5 separate regions of the Mus musculus genome follow, and all the other regions are linked to region 1. The links are chromatin contacts, called in public Hi-C and HiChIP or PLAC-seq maps. All regions are on one chromosome and are shown on one strand. Each heading gives the region's core, a stretch centred on a gene start, on an enhancer-like site or on the middle of the called end of the contact. The rest is flanking DNA. Distances are from core to core; before and after follow the strand shown. Region 1 holds the start of Cdk9 (cyclin-dependent kinase 9 (CDC2-related kinase)). Region 2 overlaps Niban2 (niban apoptosis regulator 2). Region 3 has its middle 21 kb from the start of Fam102a. Region 4 has its middle 40 kb from the start of Fam102a. Region 5 holds the start of Pip5kl1 (phosphatidylinositol-4-phosphate 5-kinase-like 1).

Region 1 (2,700 bases), core at 140-2,639:
TTGGGGCTACAGAGAGATTTTGTGTCAAACAAAACATAGAGTCCCTGTTTCAGGGAAACACACACACCACAGCACTGGCTATCCTCCCCCAGGACCCAGGTTCAATTCCCAGCACCCACACAGTGGATCTTTTGTCCCAAATGATCCAAGGCAACCTGGCACACCTTTCTGGCTTCCTCAGGTACCCAGGTACTGGAGAATAGTGCTGTACACAGACATGCCAGAAAACAGAAGACCCTATAGACGCAAAGTAAGACAAACAGCATTTTCCTTACAAAGGCAATGCTGCTGAGGCTGATGGAAACAACACCTTTCAGAACATCACCTTAAGCTCAGCGGCCTTTTAAACGGCTTGTGCACAAATGGTCTCTTCATACAAAACAAAATTCAACGCCAAGCTAAGCTGAAAGTTTTCTAGAGTCAACCTGCACTCCATGGGAAAAGCACAGGCTCCCTCCCGTGGCTCCCACAGAACTCTGCCACTAAAGCTCAACAGTGTAAATGGAAAGCCAAATTCCTTGTTCCATGGAAAACCGAAAAACACTAGGTCGAATCTCAGCACAAAACCCTTTGAAGTAGCGGTGTGGAAACCCAGCCAGGTTAGAAGAAGGTCGGCCCAGTGGTCCATATACTCACCCCCTCCTTCTCATTCTCCATCAACACTTTCTTCAGAGCCACCTTCTGGCCCGTCTGACGGTGCTTGGCTTTAAAGACTTCCCTGCAGGCACAGAGAAAGACCCAAGGGACCCATAAGGCATTTCCGCAGGGAGTGCCCCTCCCCCGCGCGAAGGGGAGCAGCAGGAGCCCAGACCCACGGCGGGCGGGGTGCGGCCTCGGATCCGGGACGCGGTCATTCCACACCGCGTGTCTTCCGTCCTCCTCCCGGCCTCTGCTTACTCCTACTCAGCCCCTACTCCTCCCCTAGAGGTGGCCGCTCACATTCGGAGTGGCTCTCAGCAACCCTACCCAACCCCCATCACGGGCCCCAGGCTCCTCCCCGCCAGTCGGCTCGGTTGGGCCGGGAACGTCTGCGCCGCGGCCGAGCAAGACCGGGCAACAGCCACGAAAACAGAAGCTTCCGGACCACCTCGGCCCGGGCTCTGGGCGACCCGACGTCGGCCCTGGAAAGTGCAGGTCCCGGGCTCGCGGTCCCACGCGGCCTAATCTTACCCGAATGTGCCTTGGCCGATCTTGGCAAGTTTCTCGTACTTGGTGACCTCATCGCAGAACGGGCATTCCACCGAGTCGTACTGCTTGGCCATGGCCACCTCCAGCGCGCCTCCGCCGCCGCCGCCGCCGCCGCCCCCAGCCGCAGCTCCCGCCGCTCCCGGTCCCGCCACACTCCAGGCCCCTCCGCGGCCGCGCCACTTCCGCCTCCACGGCCACTTCCGGCCTCGAGGTGCCGAGCCCGCCTCTTCCGGTCTCCGCCCGCCGCCAGGCCCCCTGGGACTTGTAGTTCCCGGGAGGCCAGGGGGAGCCGGAGCTGCAGAGGAGCCTCCGCCGCCGCCACTGCCCCCGCCTCCGCCGCCGCCGCCAGCGCTGTTGGCGGCCCCGATCGGGGGCGCAGGAAGCCGTGGCGCTGGGGCTGGGGCTCGCGGCGGTGCGTCCCGCTGCATTGGCCCGGGCCGTGCTGCTGCCGAAGCTGCTGCCGCTCTGGCTCCCGATCCGGGGCCAGCCGCAGTGCCCTGCTCCTCCTCCTCCGACGGCGCCGCCTCCGCCGGGCTGCGCGGGGCGGCGGGTGGTGGTGGGGGGAAGGCCTGGGGGCGGAGGCTCCCTGGCCAAGCCCGGCCCGGGGCGGCAGGGCAAGGGGGCGAGATAGGCAGAGCAGACGAGGAGGCGGCCCGAAAGCCCGGGAGGGGGCGCGTTATAAAGGGGGAGGTGCCCGTCCTGGCCTCCCCTCCCCCTCCGCCCACCCCCTCCCTCCTCCTCCCACCCTTCGCAGCCGCACCTGCCGCCGCCGCCTCCCGCCCTCCCGCTCCCAGTCCAGCGTCCGCCCTCGGCGCGTCACTGCTCGCAGCCCCTCCTCTGCCTTTGGAGGTGGGGCTCCGCACTAGACACCTGCCTGCGGCTCCCTCCTGCGTGCCTCAGTTTATCCCCCGAATGCCAGCTGCTACAGAATGGCCCTTCTTCCAGGACCGGGAGTGTGCTCCCGGTGAGGCGAAGGCAGGAGGTGCCGTGGGAGCGGCCTTGAGGCCAGGGGAAGAGAGAACTGCCCCCGCTGCCGCCTCCGTCGTCTCAGCCACCCGCCGTTGACATGGCAACTGACGGCCGCCAGGGGGCGCGGCGACACTGTGGGCGGTGAGCGATCAACGCTCAGGCCTAAACCCTTGGATCTTGTGTTGTCAGGATGGATCTACTACAACCTTCCTTCACAGAGCCGCGCCAAAGCTGGTCTGTCCAGAGTCAATCATCCCCAAAACTGTTAACATTGAGCCGGCACTCCTGATGCTTTTGAAATGGGCGTGAGCCGGGCCTTGATGGCGCACGCCTTTAATCCCAGCACTTGGCAGAGGCAGATGGATTTCTGAGTTCCAGGCCAGCCTGGTCTACAGAGCCAGTTCCAGGACAGCCAGGAAAAACAACAATAACACAGAGAGACAGAGAGGAGAGTCTGAAGTCTGTTCTGTCTTCCTCTACTGTCTTGAAATTCTGAGCTGATCATGGCCGATTTTTCCAGCGTTTACCTCCTGGTCTGTGGTC
Region 2 (2,700 bases), core at 118-2,617, 180 kb after region 1:
GAGTCCAGAAGAGGGTGTCTGAGCTCCTGGAATTAGAGTTCTGGCCACTTGTGTGCACCATTGTGGTTTCTGGGAACAGAACCCAGGTCCTCTGCAAAACCAGCACATGCCCTTAACCGTTGGGCCAGCTCTCCAGCACCATTATGGTTTCTCATTGACAGTCAGTCTTCTTCATTAGATTCCTAGGGCCCAGCCCTGGAGACTCAGAGAGCTTGGAGGGTGGGCATGATGCTAGTCCTGTGGCGGGCCGGGGGGCGGGGTGGGGTGGGGGGGGTAGGCTGTCCTGCTGTGGGTGGATGCTGCTGCTGGAGGCCTGGGCCTCCTTTTTCTGTCTGCTCCCCCAAACGCAGGGGCGTCCTCATCCTGCCCTCCTAGAACAGGCTGCCAGCTGGAGGCTGCGGGCACAGAGCTGATGCCAGGCAAGTGGGCGGGGCTGGGGCGGGATGAGAAGGCCTTTGTTTCTCCTGTTTGTGTCCAGATGGGAACTGAGTTTCCCAACAGAAGTGGAGGATGTGAAGAGAAGTCCCAGGTGCTCCCCTGCCCCACCCCCAGACATTTCCCCAGTCTCCACCCTGGCTGCCCTCTCCACCCCTTAGGCCCTCCCGGCTCAGCTGTTAGCCTTCATGAGACCTGTTGTTGCTGAGTTCTGGTTAAATATTTGCTAACTGAGAAGTTTGCAAGGCGGCTTTGTGCGAAGTCCTGGGTGACTACTCCCAAATCTGTCTTTGGATAAGGAGACCCAGCCCTCCTGGGCCTTCAGAGTCCTTTGCAGGTGGCCTTCTTGGCATCTGGAACTAGATAACCTCTCCCCCTGGGGGCCATTGTTTACACGCCTGTTTAATGGATCAGGGAGAGAAGGCAAGGCTAGGCTTGGATCCTGGGGAGCCAGTGTGGAGAAAACCTGGAGACCTGCTTCCTAGTCTCCGGGCCTCAGTCCCCATCTATCCACGGTCAGCTCTCCTGGGTCCAGGAGGGACCTTCCCAAAGTGCCAATGGCCTGTTAACAAGGGGATGTGGCAGCTCAGGATTCAGTTGGTACAGCCCACTAGATACCTTAACCACTAAAATAGGACCCCTCTCTCTCAGAGTTCTTCATTCCCGTTTGGGGTAGCAGGGGGCTGTGATGTCATGCCTGGTTTGCTCTCTTATGTAATGCTGGGCAAGTCACTGAATATCTCTGAGCTGTGGATCCCTCATCCAGAGAATGGGTTTGTCGGTTTGTCCTGGTGGGGGTTAAATAAAGTCATCGTGACTATTCTCTGATTCTCAGCTAAAGTGCTTCAGAAAACCGCCTCAGTGCTGGCTCTGGGCAACTGTGGCATGCATTAGCTCATGCTGTGATGATTATAATTAGATGCAAATGGAGAACCAGAGAGCCTTGTGGTGGGGAGCAGGGCAAGGCAGGCTGACTAAGATTCTAAGCCTGGGAGTTGAGAAAGGGTGTTCTGCCAAAGGGTGCTTCATAGGAGAGAGTGCAGAGTGGGGGTACACTTGGTATCAGTCGGACCCAGCCAGGGCAGGGGCTGGGAAGGGCAAGGGGACTGAGAACCTCAGCCTTGGATTCCATTCATTGCTATCCGCTCGTGAACTGCAGCATGTCAGGACGTGGGGTAGGAGCTGTGTCATTGCAGATGGGGAATCTACGCTCTCCTGGGGCTGTTGAAGGCCAACTCATCCTTAACAAAGCAAGTCACCTGATCTTCTGGACATTTCCACAGTCCTTAGAGTCCAGGGCCTGTTGGCCTGGCGGACAAGTCTCTGATCTCCCAGCTTCTGTCTCTCCAGTGGCGGCAATGCTTCTAGAAGCTTCTGGGCTCTGCTAGGTCAGGACTTGCTCTGCTCTTCTGTGACCTACATGAGAAATGCTAGGTCCCCAGCCATCCTGGTGCCTCTCCACCTGTGTCTAAATAAAAAAAAAAAAAGGTTTGCCATTTGTAGTTCTGGGAATTGAACCCAGTCCTCGTGCACAATAGGAATATGCTCACCACTAGCCACTATACTGTGTCCCTAGCCTTGTGCTCTATACATCTCTCACAGTCTGTCCTCAGTGAGACAGTGGTCTGTCCTCAGTGAGATGGCAGAGTCTCTATCCAAACATCCTTGTCATTTACGCGTGAACCGTAGTCTTGGCACACTTGGTGTCCCCAGCCCACAGCAAGCACATTCACAGGCACACCTTGGAGCTGTGTTCAGAGGAAGGGGGTTTTCTTTGTTAATTCCTGATCTTCAGGAAAGAGGGTTAACCCAGCAGGTCTCTTCAGGACACCTGCGGTGAGAAGGGAGAGAAAGCTCGTGTGACATCCACTTTCCCAACAAAGAAGATCTGTGTTGGATGTTTCTTCATCCTCGGGAGCCTCCGAGGTCCCAGCTTCTATGCTGGCCTTTCAGTGTGAGGAGTCTAGGGTGGGCGTGGAGCTTGTGAGAGAGTTCTCACACGGTGTAGATAAGTGGGGAGCACCCACCCAGCCTGGGGATTTCCAAAGGAAGAGAATGGGGGATGGGATGGGGTGGGGCTGAAGGATCAGCTTCGGTACTGTGGTTATAATAGGAGCCATACCTTTACCCCAAGGGCAGAAGGAGCCTTAGGACGTTTGTGAGCAGTGGAGGACCAGGCAGCTCCCTCCTTCTCCTGGTATGGGAAGGGCCAGAGGGAGTCAGGAGTAAGTTGGAGGCTGAGGCAGGTAGTGACCCGGCTGGGGG
Region 3 (2,791 bases), core at 256-2,755, 200 kb before region 1:
AGGACGCAGTCCCTAGAACTGCACTGCTCCTGGTGGGGGTCATAAAGTTGCGAAAATCATGTCAGGAAATTATTGGGGGCTGACCGGATGGTAAAAGGTGTTTGCCTTAAAGCTTGCCGACTTGAGTTGGAACCCATGGACCAATGCCATGAAAAGAGAACTAACTCCTGAAAGTTGTTCTCTGATCTACACACACACACACACACACACACACACACACACACACACACACCCTAAAACAAGTGCTCCTGAGAGTACGTGTACAGAGAGAGAGAGAGAGAGAGAGAGAGAGGTTTGTTGTTTTTTTAAGAAAGGGTTTCTCTGTTTCTCTGTAAATTTTGACTGTCCTAGTCAACTGGCTCTTAATCAGGCTGGCCTTGAACTCAAATACCCACAAGCCTCTGCCTCCTGATTGCTGAGATTAAAGGTGTGTCCCACTGCTGCCCTGGGAGCTTTTATTTATTTTTGAGACAGGGTCTGTCTTTGTAACCCTGCTTGGCCTAGTCTCACAGAGATTCTCCTGCCTCTGGGATTAAAGTGCCGGGTTTAAAGAAGTGCATATCAGCAAAAGTTAAAAGGAAAAAATAGTTTTAAATAAAAACTGTGCAGTTATTAAAACTATTTTGGGCACTTCAGAGATGGCTTGCTTCTCCCTGTTCTTGCAGGTGGTCGGGGCTCAGTTCCCAGCACATACAGGCAAAACAGTCATACCCACAAAAGTAAATAAAATATTTTAAAAACAAAACAAAATAAAACTAGTTTGAGCCCAGCATGGCAGTGCTGGCATATGCCTTTAATCCCAGCCCATGGGAGGCAGAGGCAGGCAGATCTCTGAGTTCGAAGCCAGCCTGGTCTACAGAGTGAGTTCCAGGACAGCCAGGGTTACACAGAGAAACCCTGTCTTCAAAAAGCCAAAATAATAATGATAATAATGATAATAATAATAATAATAATTAGAAAATTAGATGCCGACTTGGGAAACTGAGGCAGAAAGACTGTGGTGAGTTCAGGGCCAACCCTGATTACACAGGAAACTGTCTCAAAAATAAAACAGAACAAAATGAAAGCTGAGGTGTTTATATCTATAATCCTGAGATTCGGAAGTCTGAGGCAGCTTCCTTAGCAAATTAGAAATCACCTTGGGCCACATAATGAGTTCCTAGCCACTTTGAGGTACAAAGTGAGACCTATCTCTTCAAACATCTCGAGTCTCACACCGTGTACAGTTCAACTTCGTTTCTGGGGTAGGACTGAGCGTGCTTGTGTGTTTTCTGGGAAATGGGATCAGAGGTAAGGAGGCTTTTTTCTTTCAACCTTCCTGCTTCTGCATAACAATTTTTTTTAAGGACAAACCCCACCCGTCTGCACTTATATGTATAATAAAGAAAGCAATTTCTATTTTGCAAGAGAAAAAAAAAGGAGGCTCTGAGTGGAGCCTGTCCCTGCTGACCTCATAGAGGCTCCTGTCTGCCGGGGACGGGAGATGACACAGACTGAAGGGCTTCCTGTGCTGGCTGGCAGAGCTTGTCCCAGGCTCTCTGTGGCAGTGACAGGAGAAGCCACAGATGCTTCCCGGAAGGCACAGGGTCAGGCTCGGAACATCAGTAAATCACTGGTGCCCGCCCTGGTGTGCTGGCGGCCCCAGGGCCAGAGATGTTTCCTCTGCAGAGGCAGGCCCAGGTAGTGGAAAATGCATAGGTTTGCCTTGGGACAGATGGCCCCTCCTACACTTAGCTTCCTCTGGGGCTGGCTAGCTGGCTCAGTCACTGAAGTGCTTGCAAAAGTGAACACTGCAGTTCAGATCCCCAGAACGCAAGTAAAAAGCAGTGCATGGTGGAATAGCCAGGCAAATTCCAGCTGCAGAGGGAGATGGAAATAGAATTGAGACAGCTTGCCTGGCTTACGTGGCAAAGTTCCAGGCAGGTGAGAGACGCCCCCCCCCCCCCCATAAAAGTTGCCTGAGGATTGATACCTGCAACTGTCCTCTGCCATCCAGTCAGGGGCAATTCTTCCCTACAAAGAGTGGGGAGGGGGAGACATAAGGGCAGGGGGCCCTAGAGGAGCAAAAAGTACCTAGAAAGCCAGTTGAAGTCTCAGACCAATGACGGCCTGCTTTCTTCTCTGCTTCCTTGGACTCGTGTCCACTCCTGGTGAGTTGTACACACACGGATTGGCGACTCATGCTTGTAATCCCAGCACTGGGGATGCTGAGCTAGAAAGGTTGCTGTGAGTTCCAGGCTAGCCTGGGCTACAGAGTAAAGCCTGTCGGTCGAAAGGGGCTGGAGCAATGGCTTAGTAGTTAAGAGCATTGGCTGCTCTTACAGAGGTTCTGGTTCCCATCACCCACGACTGTTTGTCTGTAAGTCCAGTTCCCGGGGATCTCACACCCATATGGTACATGTTTGCATAAATAAACATAAAAATATTACTTTCTACCAGCTAAACAGTTCCCACGCTGGAGGATGCTGTCAGACAAGCCCCAGGGCAGGGAGCTCAGGGGACTATCACCCAACCACTAGCTTTTGTTTTTGCTTTTCTGGTTTTGTGTGTGTGTGCTTGTTTGTTTGTTTGTTTGTTTCAAGACAGGGTCACTCTATGTAGTCCTGGCTGTCGTGGAATTCACTCTGTAGACCAGGTAGGCCTTGAACTTAGAGATCCTCCTGCCTCTTCCTCAGAGTGTTGGAATTAAAGACACCTGCCACCACTGCACAGTGTAGCATTATTTTTTTATTAAAAAAAATTAAAACCTGCCACAGAGGCACAGGATTTAATCCCAGGACTTAGGAGGCAG
Region 4 (2,733 bases), core at 28-2,527, 220 kb before region 1:
TTCTGATAGGAGAGAAATTTGAAAGGCACCGTGAAAGCAGGGATGGTGGACCATATCTGTAATCCAAAATTCAGGAATTCAAGAGCAGCCACCTCCATTATATACCTATTTCCATGTCAACCTGGGCTACGTGAGACCCTGTCAAAAACAAATAAAACAAACAAACAAACAAACAACAAGAACTGGAGTATAAATGGAGTTCTTTTGTTGATATTTAGCTTTTTTTCTTTTTAAGACAGGGTTTCTCTGTGTAACATCCCAGCTGTCCTGGAACTCACTTTGTAGCCCAGGCTGGCTTCCAACTCTCAGAGGTTCTTGGGCCTCTACCTCCCGAGTGCTGGGATTAAAGGTGCCATTCGGTTTCTAAGCAGTCCTTCCTTATCATGAGTTTAGCTCTTGGTTTGGGGAAATGGGCTCAGAGATGTTAACTTCCTGAATCTCACCCAGCCAGCAAGTGATAGACAGTCCTCAGACCCCAGGGGTGGTCTGACTCCTGAGCAGCAGGCTGCTGCTTTGACTGGCTTGAAAGAAGCCATATCCCATCCCTTGGCCTTAAGGCTCAGTGGGCTCCAGTGGGCTCCAGTAATCTTCTGTGGATGTCACACAGAGAGCTTGGGCTGTGACTCCCACATCCAAGTGGCTAATAGCCACAGGGCCAGGACAATCCCTGGAAGGTGACCCTGGGGTGGAGACAGGGCAGAGCCCTTGCTTCTCCATGCATGCAAGCAACCTGGCAGGGACTCAGCCAACCTGTGTCACAAGGTTCTTCTGCGCTAAAAGTTGGGTCACCAGCATGGGGGGACATGCTGGGGATACGAGGGCCTGAGGGAAACTGTGAACATATCAGGATCTCTCTTTTTGGACTGCCGGGGGAGGGGTGGATAGATATTAAACGCTACAGGAGCAGGATGAAGATGGCGGGGCTCCTGCACAGAGACGAGCTATGAGCTCCTCCAATGTGCAAAGGCTCTTGCCACCGTTCTCGCCAGTCCTAATGACCTTTATTCAGAGTCCAGAGCTGTCAATCCATACTTCTCCAGTCACAGAGCTAGGAGCCCGGCTAAACTACCCAGTAAGTCCCACTGCCTCTCCCATGGTGTCTACGTGTTAAATGGCATTTATCAATTTGGGGCAACAGGCCCTCAAAATAAACCCACATCCTGTTTGTAGTGCTGCCTCAGAGATGAATTTGTGATAACGGGACACCGGGGAACTGATCTCTTCTGTGACGCCCCACCCCCTCTTTCCTTCCTCTCTCCTCCTTCCCTGTCACAAAACCCCAGCAAGCTCCAGCCTGCCTACAGCCCCAGCCCCACGATGTCCTGTGACGTCTGTGGGGCTCTGCACCTCCTGCCTCGATGCCTTGGTTTCCTCCGCTGAGCAGCTGGAGAAGAATGAAACGTGCGCGCGCACGTGCGTGCGCATGCTCACCCACTTCATATACCTAAGGCAGACCAGTTGTGAGGTATCCCTGCAGTCGGCAGACTCTCCATGCTCGGCTTTGTGGGTCTCTGTCTCATTAAGGAAGCTGGTGTAGACAGTTCATACCTTATCTATCATGGCGGCTCAAGCTTTAAACCCCAGAACTCAGGAAACAAAGGGAGGTGAACCCCTGTGATTTCCGGGCCAGCCAGGATTACATAGTGAGACCCTGTTTCAAACAACAACAAACTAGCCGTCCACATTATCCCCCAGGATGCTCAGAATACCAAAGGTGGTGGTGGTGGTGGTGGTGGTGGTGGTGGTGGTGGTGGTGGTGGTGGTGGTGGCGACTCTGGGAGGCGGCTCCTGAGGTTGCCACCCTCTGCCCGCCAAGTGGGCACAATGGTCCTGTGGGCGTTACTGAAAAGGTGAGAGGGCGGTGGGCTAGTGTGTCTGCTCTGCCAGGGGCAGTTTGTCCAACAGAACACCTACTATCTATAGGTGTGCAAGGAGAGAAACGGGAATAGTCACATGGCTGGCTTAGGGATGCTTTTCCAGGTGTGTCAGCCATTAGCCAAGGGAGCCTGATTGAGCCTGATTCTAGTATCCCAGATGACCCAAGACTTCCAGCCCCGTGGCTTAGCAAGTCTGTGCAGTGCAACCGAGCTGGGTGGAGCCTGTGGGGACAGGCAGGTCACTTCTGGTCAGGCTCCCTTAGAGCCCGTGCTGGGGGAAGCAAAAGTCATGTCACAATGACAGAGATAGCAAGTAAGAGCCCAAGGTTCCACCGTGTCCCCCAGTGGTTCCCACCCCTTCAGAAGACTCAGAGCAGCCACTGCAGCATGAAACACCCAGGTCAGACCACAGACCACGCTCAAAGCTCTCCCACATCTCCCCCTCCCCCACTCCCAAGAAACAGAAACAACAAATACCTGTAGCTCTAAGCAGCTAAGTTTTCTTTCTCATTTTATGTGTGTGTGCTGGTGTGCATGTGTTAATAGGCACACTGCATGTATGTAGGCACACATATAGCCATGCATGTGGAGGCTTGAGGTTGATCTCCCATGCCATTCACTAAGACAGGGTCACTCCATCAAACCCAGAGCTGGCTCTAGGCTGTCTTCACTAGCCAGCTTGCTTTGGAGAACCCCTGTCTCTGCCTTCCAAGGCTGAAGTCACTGGTGTGCTGCTACGCTCACTCAGCATTTAACGTGGGCTCTGGGGATTTGAACTCTGGTCTTCAGGCTTGCACAGCAAGCGCTTTAAACAATAACCCAGCTCCTCGGCCCCTCAGCGGCTAAGCTTTGAGAT
Region 5 (2,700 bases), core at 151-2,650, 140 kb before region 1:
AGCAGCTATTTCAGAGGGCCAGAGTTCAGTCAGAGGTCGAATTAAGTGACCACCACCCACAACTCTGGCACCAGAGGACACTTCTGGGTGCCACTGGCATCCACACACATATGTGCCCAGACGTGTATATGTATAATTGTAAAGATGAATAGACCTTCTTAAGCCAGCATATCTAAGCATCTTCTGCTCGTTTCTAGTTCTCTGGGTTATTCCTCCCACTGTCCCAAGGCTCTGCGTGCTAGGGACTATCATTACTACAGCCACTGTGGTCTCTTGGGGCTCCGCGCTCCCACCCCCTACATCATTCCAATCCACACAGTTCCCAAGTTTGTGCTGGGCACTGGGCATGTGAGGTCCATGTAGTCCCCACTCTGGTGGCACTCCCAATTCAGGAGGTTTGATGTAATAAACCAATCCATGAGCAAGACAATCTCTGCTCATGCCAAGGGTGATGGGAATAAAGGCCATGATCCAGTGTATGGAAGAAGTGCATAGAGTCCTGAAAGGTGGTCCGAAGGATCAAGGCAAGTAAAAAGTCCAGACAGGACTGATACTTGGGAGCCCAGGAACGGGAAACCCTGGGGGTGGAAGTTTGCAGCTTGGGTTGAGGGCAAGGAGGGTGTTTGGAGTGAGTCAAGAGAGTGGTGACTCATGCCATGGTGAGGAGTTTGAATTCTGTTCCACCGCCAAGAGACGTCACTGAATACTTAAAGTATAAGGGTGACATCATCCCATCTATGCTTTTAAAAGATTATGTTGTGTCCCTCTAGCTAGCTCACCAAAAAATTTCTGGTGTCTGTTCCCGCTGTGGCCTCCAGTGGGCGCTTCAATCACACGGAAGGATGCTCTGACTTCTGTACCACCTGGAGATGGTCACTTCTTTCTCTGCTTTTAGCTTCTTTACCTGAGAGACAGCCAATGGGAATTTCATGCCTAAAAAGACCCAAGAAACACGATTTAAGCTACCTGACTCCACAGCCAGTCCTAGAGACGTACGTCCACAGTTCGGGAGGAAATTGAGAGGAGAATCATTTCTCCGGCACCTCCACCAAAACCCGGCGACCTCGCCCAGCCAGAACCGGGATTCAGAGGATGCTGCGTCCTCGGAGGGGGGACCCAAGGGCAAAGGCCAGCGCCCCCCTCGCAGATTCCGTGCAAAGCGTGCAACCGCAACAAGAAGGCATTTTCTCAGGCACCTCAGCCATCGCCAGGAGGCTCGGTCCGACCACGATCAGGATGCAGAGGATCCTACATCCTCGGAGGGGGGACCCGCAGGCCAAGGTCATCGTCCCCCTCGTGCAACCGTGACAAGGCCTTTCCACCAACACCTCAGCCAGGCAGCTCTGAAGGGCCAGGATCAGAGTTCTGAGTATGCTGCATCCGTGGAGGTGGAACCGGCAGGCAAAGGCAAGCGCCCCTTTCGAAGATTGGGCACAGTGGTAACAAGAGCGTCGCGATTGGTCGTTCGCCATGCAGAGGCGGGGCCTGATTCCTGCATCTGGGCCTCCGAGACACCGCCAAAGCCAGAGAAGCGGCACCTGGGGGCGATGGCCACACCAAGCCTTAGGTCCCACGAGGTAGGTGCGGACCAGAGAGGGGACAAGAAAGGGAAGGGTGAAAGTCTGGCCATTACCTTGGCCAGAGGCTTGAACACCCCCCCGCCCCGTCTCTGCTCTGGGAAGATCAAGACACGCCCCACGGAGGTATGAAAGGGGGTAGCGATCTGGTGGGTGTCCCCCGGAGGTCTTCCTCAGTTTCCTCATCAGGAAAATTTGGATGATGAGATAAATTCCGTAAGGCTCCATAAGGACCTCAAGCGCTCAGCTTTGTACACAGGATGGGTCTCCAGTAGGAATGGGTGAGCTGGTATGACTTCAGCTTCCATTTGACCTGGTCCTTCTTGCTAGCACAGAGAAGCACAGCATAGAAGAGGAAACAGGGAAGACTGAATCTCCCAGCATCCCAGCGCCTGCTAGCAAGGCTTCTTGTGAAGGCAGCTCAGACGCAACAGTAGCAGCTAACATGTAACAGAGGAGATAATAAGGCTGGGTCTGACCTAAGGTCATGCAGCCTCTGGGAGTCATCAGATGCACCTGGGATTGACAGCAGAAGGCTGTTCCCACTCCATTTGCATACCATTTGCAGGTGGTTTTGGCCCCTCAAACACTGGGACTATAGCTATAGTGTTAGCCCTGTATTTTATGGTCAGGGAAGGTGAAGCAGAGAAAGATAAGCAGAAGATCCCTAATCGGTGGAAGTAGGATTTGAACCCATGCATTTCCCTTCTGAAATACTGCCACATGCTCTTTGTTTCTTGTGCCTCTTCCCATCAGATCCCGGCCCACTCCCAGGAGGCTGGAAACAAGTCCATTTCCTCAGGGAGCCGCCGCGGCCTTCTTTGGCACCTCCGAGCCAGGCAGTCTAGAGTTGGCCTGTTTGAGGTCGGTCCAGGACATGAGCTGCATAGAATGACACGAATGATGCAGGAAGGGCTGTGGGCTGCCACCCAGGTCTCCAAGAACAACCCACCCACGGTGAATGGCCCATCCTGTCTCAGACACCTCAAACCTAGCTGGCAGTCTATCTCACTAAAAGGTTGACACTGGTAATCAGAGAGGCCTACCAAGAAGAGGAAGGCAGGGATTTGTGTCAGGAAGCAGAAATTCTGAGTTGAAAAGCTGGAAGAGAAGTCCAGGAGGT

The links. A called contact is a pair of places that touch in the nucleus more often than the background predicts. HiChIP or PLAC-seq counts read pairs in DNA pulled down with a chosen protein or histone mark.
Region 2: an H3K4me3 HiChIP or PLAC-seq map of bone marrow-derived macrophages shows a contact between it and region 1, with 2.7 times the contacts expected there. The contact joins the enhancer-like site here to the promoter of Cdk9 in region 1. A contact is called at or near these places in 1 of 39 promoter capture datasets (cranial neural crest), 1 of 484 Hi-C or Micro-C datasets (embryonic stem cells), 16 of 115 datasets of contacts at active chromatin or transcription factors (the HPC-7 cell line, the SCID.adh cell line, T-cell acute lymphoblastic leukemia and 9 more) and 3 of 9 other capture datasets (adipose tissue, liver and pancreatic islet).
Region 3: an H3K27ac HiChIP or PLAC-seq map of embryonic stem cells shows a contact between it and region 1, with 5 read pairs. The contact joins the enhancer-like site here to the promoter of Cdk9 in region 1. A contact is called at or near these places in 3 of 484 Hi-C or Micro-C datasets (all in liver) and 5 of 115 datasets of contacts at active chromatin or transcription factors (the SCID.adh cell line, embryonic stem cells, microglia and 1 more).
Region 4: a contact with region 1 is called in a Hi-C map of CD8 T cells, with 1.8 times the contacts expected there. The contact joins the enhancer-like site here to the promoter of Cdk9 in region 1. A contact is called at or near these places in 2 of 484 Hi-C or Micro-C datasets (CD8 T cells and natural killer cells), 6 of 115 datasets of contacts at active chromatin or transcription factors (effector CD8 T cells, embryonic stem cells, microglia and 2 more) and 3 of 9 other capture datasets (adipose tissue, liver and pancreatic islet).
Region 5: an H3K4me3 HiChIP or PLAC-seq map of embryonic stem cells shows a contact between it and region 1, with 36 read pairs. The contact joins the promoter of Pip5kl1 here to the promoter of Cdk9 in region 1. A contact is called at or near these places in 23 of 39 promoter capture datasets (the 3T3-L1 cell line, 3T3-L1-derived adipocytes, the C10 cell line and 16 more), 4 of 15 datasets of contacts at CTCF or cohesin (CD8 T cells, the NIH/3T3 cell line, embryonic stem cells and 1 more), 85 of 484 Hi-C or Micro-C datasets (the 63-12 cell line, the AML12 cell line, B cells and 52 more), 28 of 115 datasets of contacts at active chromatin or transcription factors (the 230-238 cell line, CD8 T cells, the HPC-7 cell line and 19 more) and 4 of 9 other capture datasets (adipose tissue, liver, macrophages and 1 more).

What each region holds. Positions count from the first base shown.
Region 1 is chr2:32,711,395-32,714,094 of GRCm38.p6, forward strand. It overlaps Cdk9 (cyclin-dependent kinase 9 (CDC2-related kinase)), which reads right to left and starts at 1,390. Exons shown (of 7, transcript NM_130860.3): 1 at 1,171-1,390; 2 at 637-718. The coding sequence starts at 1,262. It overlaps Mir2861 (microRNA 2861), which reads right to left and starts at 1,494; the gene lies at 1,413-1,494. It overlaps Mir3960 (microRNA 3960), which reads right to left and starts at 1,578; the gene lies at 1,506-1,578. Gm33457 (a long non-coding RNA gene) reads left to right here and starts at 1,916. Exons shown (of 2, transcript XR_001783272.2): 1 at 1,916-2,700.
Region 2 is chr2:32,895,309-32,898,008 of GRCm38.p6, forward strand. The region is part of intron 1 of Niban2 (niban apoptosis regulator 2); the gene reads left to right. Among named protein-coding and RNA genes, the nearest start is that of Gm13523, 14 kb to the left of the region's middle. Within about 2 kb of position 1,368, at least 156 of the 459 cell types and tissues checked have an H3K27ac peak or open chromatin away from gene starts, as enhancers often do. A contact at or near this core is called in adipose tissue, bone marrow-derived dendritic cells, bone marrow-derived macrophages and 2 more, where this site is marked.
Region 3 is chr2:32,512,961-32,515,751 of GRCm38.p6, forward strand. No RefSeq gene overlaps it. Among named protein-coding and RNA genes, the nearest start is that of Fam102a, 21 kb to the right of the region's middle. Within about 2 kb of position 1,506, at least 63 of the 459 cell types and tissues checked have an H3K27ac peak or open chromatin away from gene starts, as enhancers often do. A contact at or near this core is called in the SCID.adh cell line and embryonic stem cells, where this site is marked.
Region 4 is chr2:32,494,209-32,496,941 of GRCm38.p6, forward strand. No RefSeq gene overlaps it. Among named protein-coding and RNA genes, the nearest start is that of Fam102a, 40 kb to the right of the region's middle. Within about 2 kb of position 1,278, at least 108 of the 459 cell types and tissues checked have an H3K27ac peak or open chromatin away from gene starts, as enhancers often do. A contact at or near this core is called in CD8 T cells, adipose tissue, effector CD8 T cells and 3 more, where this site is marked.
Region 5 is chr2:32,574,318-32,577,017 of GRCm38.p6, forward strand. Pip5kl1 (phosphatidylinositol-4-phosphate 5-kinase-like 1) reads left to right here and starts at 1,401. Exons shown (of 10, transcript NM_198191.3): 1 at 1,401-1,577; 2 at 2,334-2,534. The coding sequence starts at 1,548. It also overlaps 9430097D07Rik.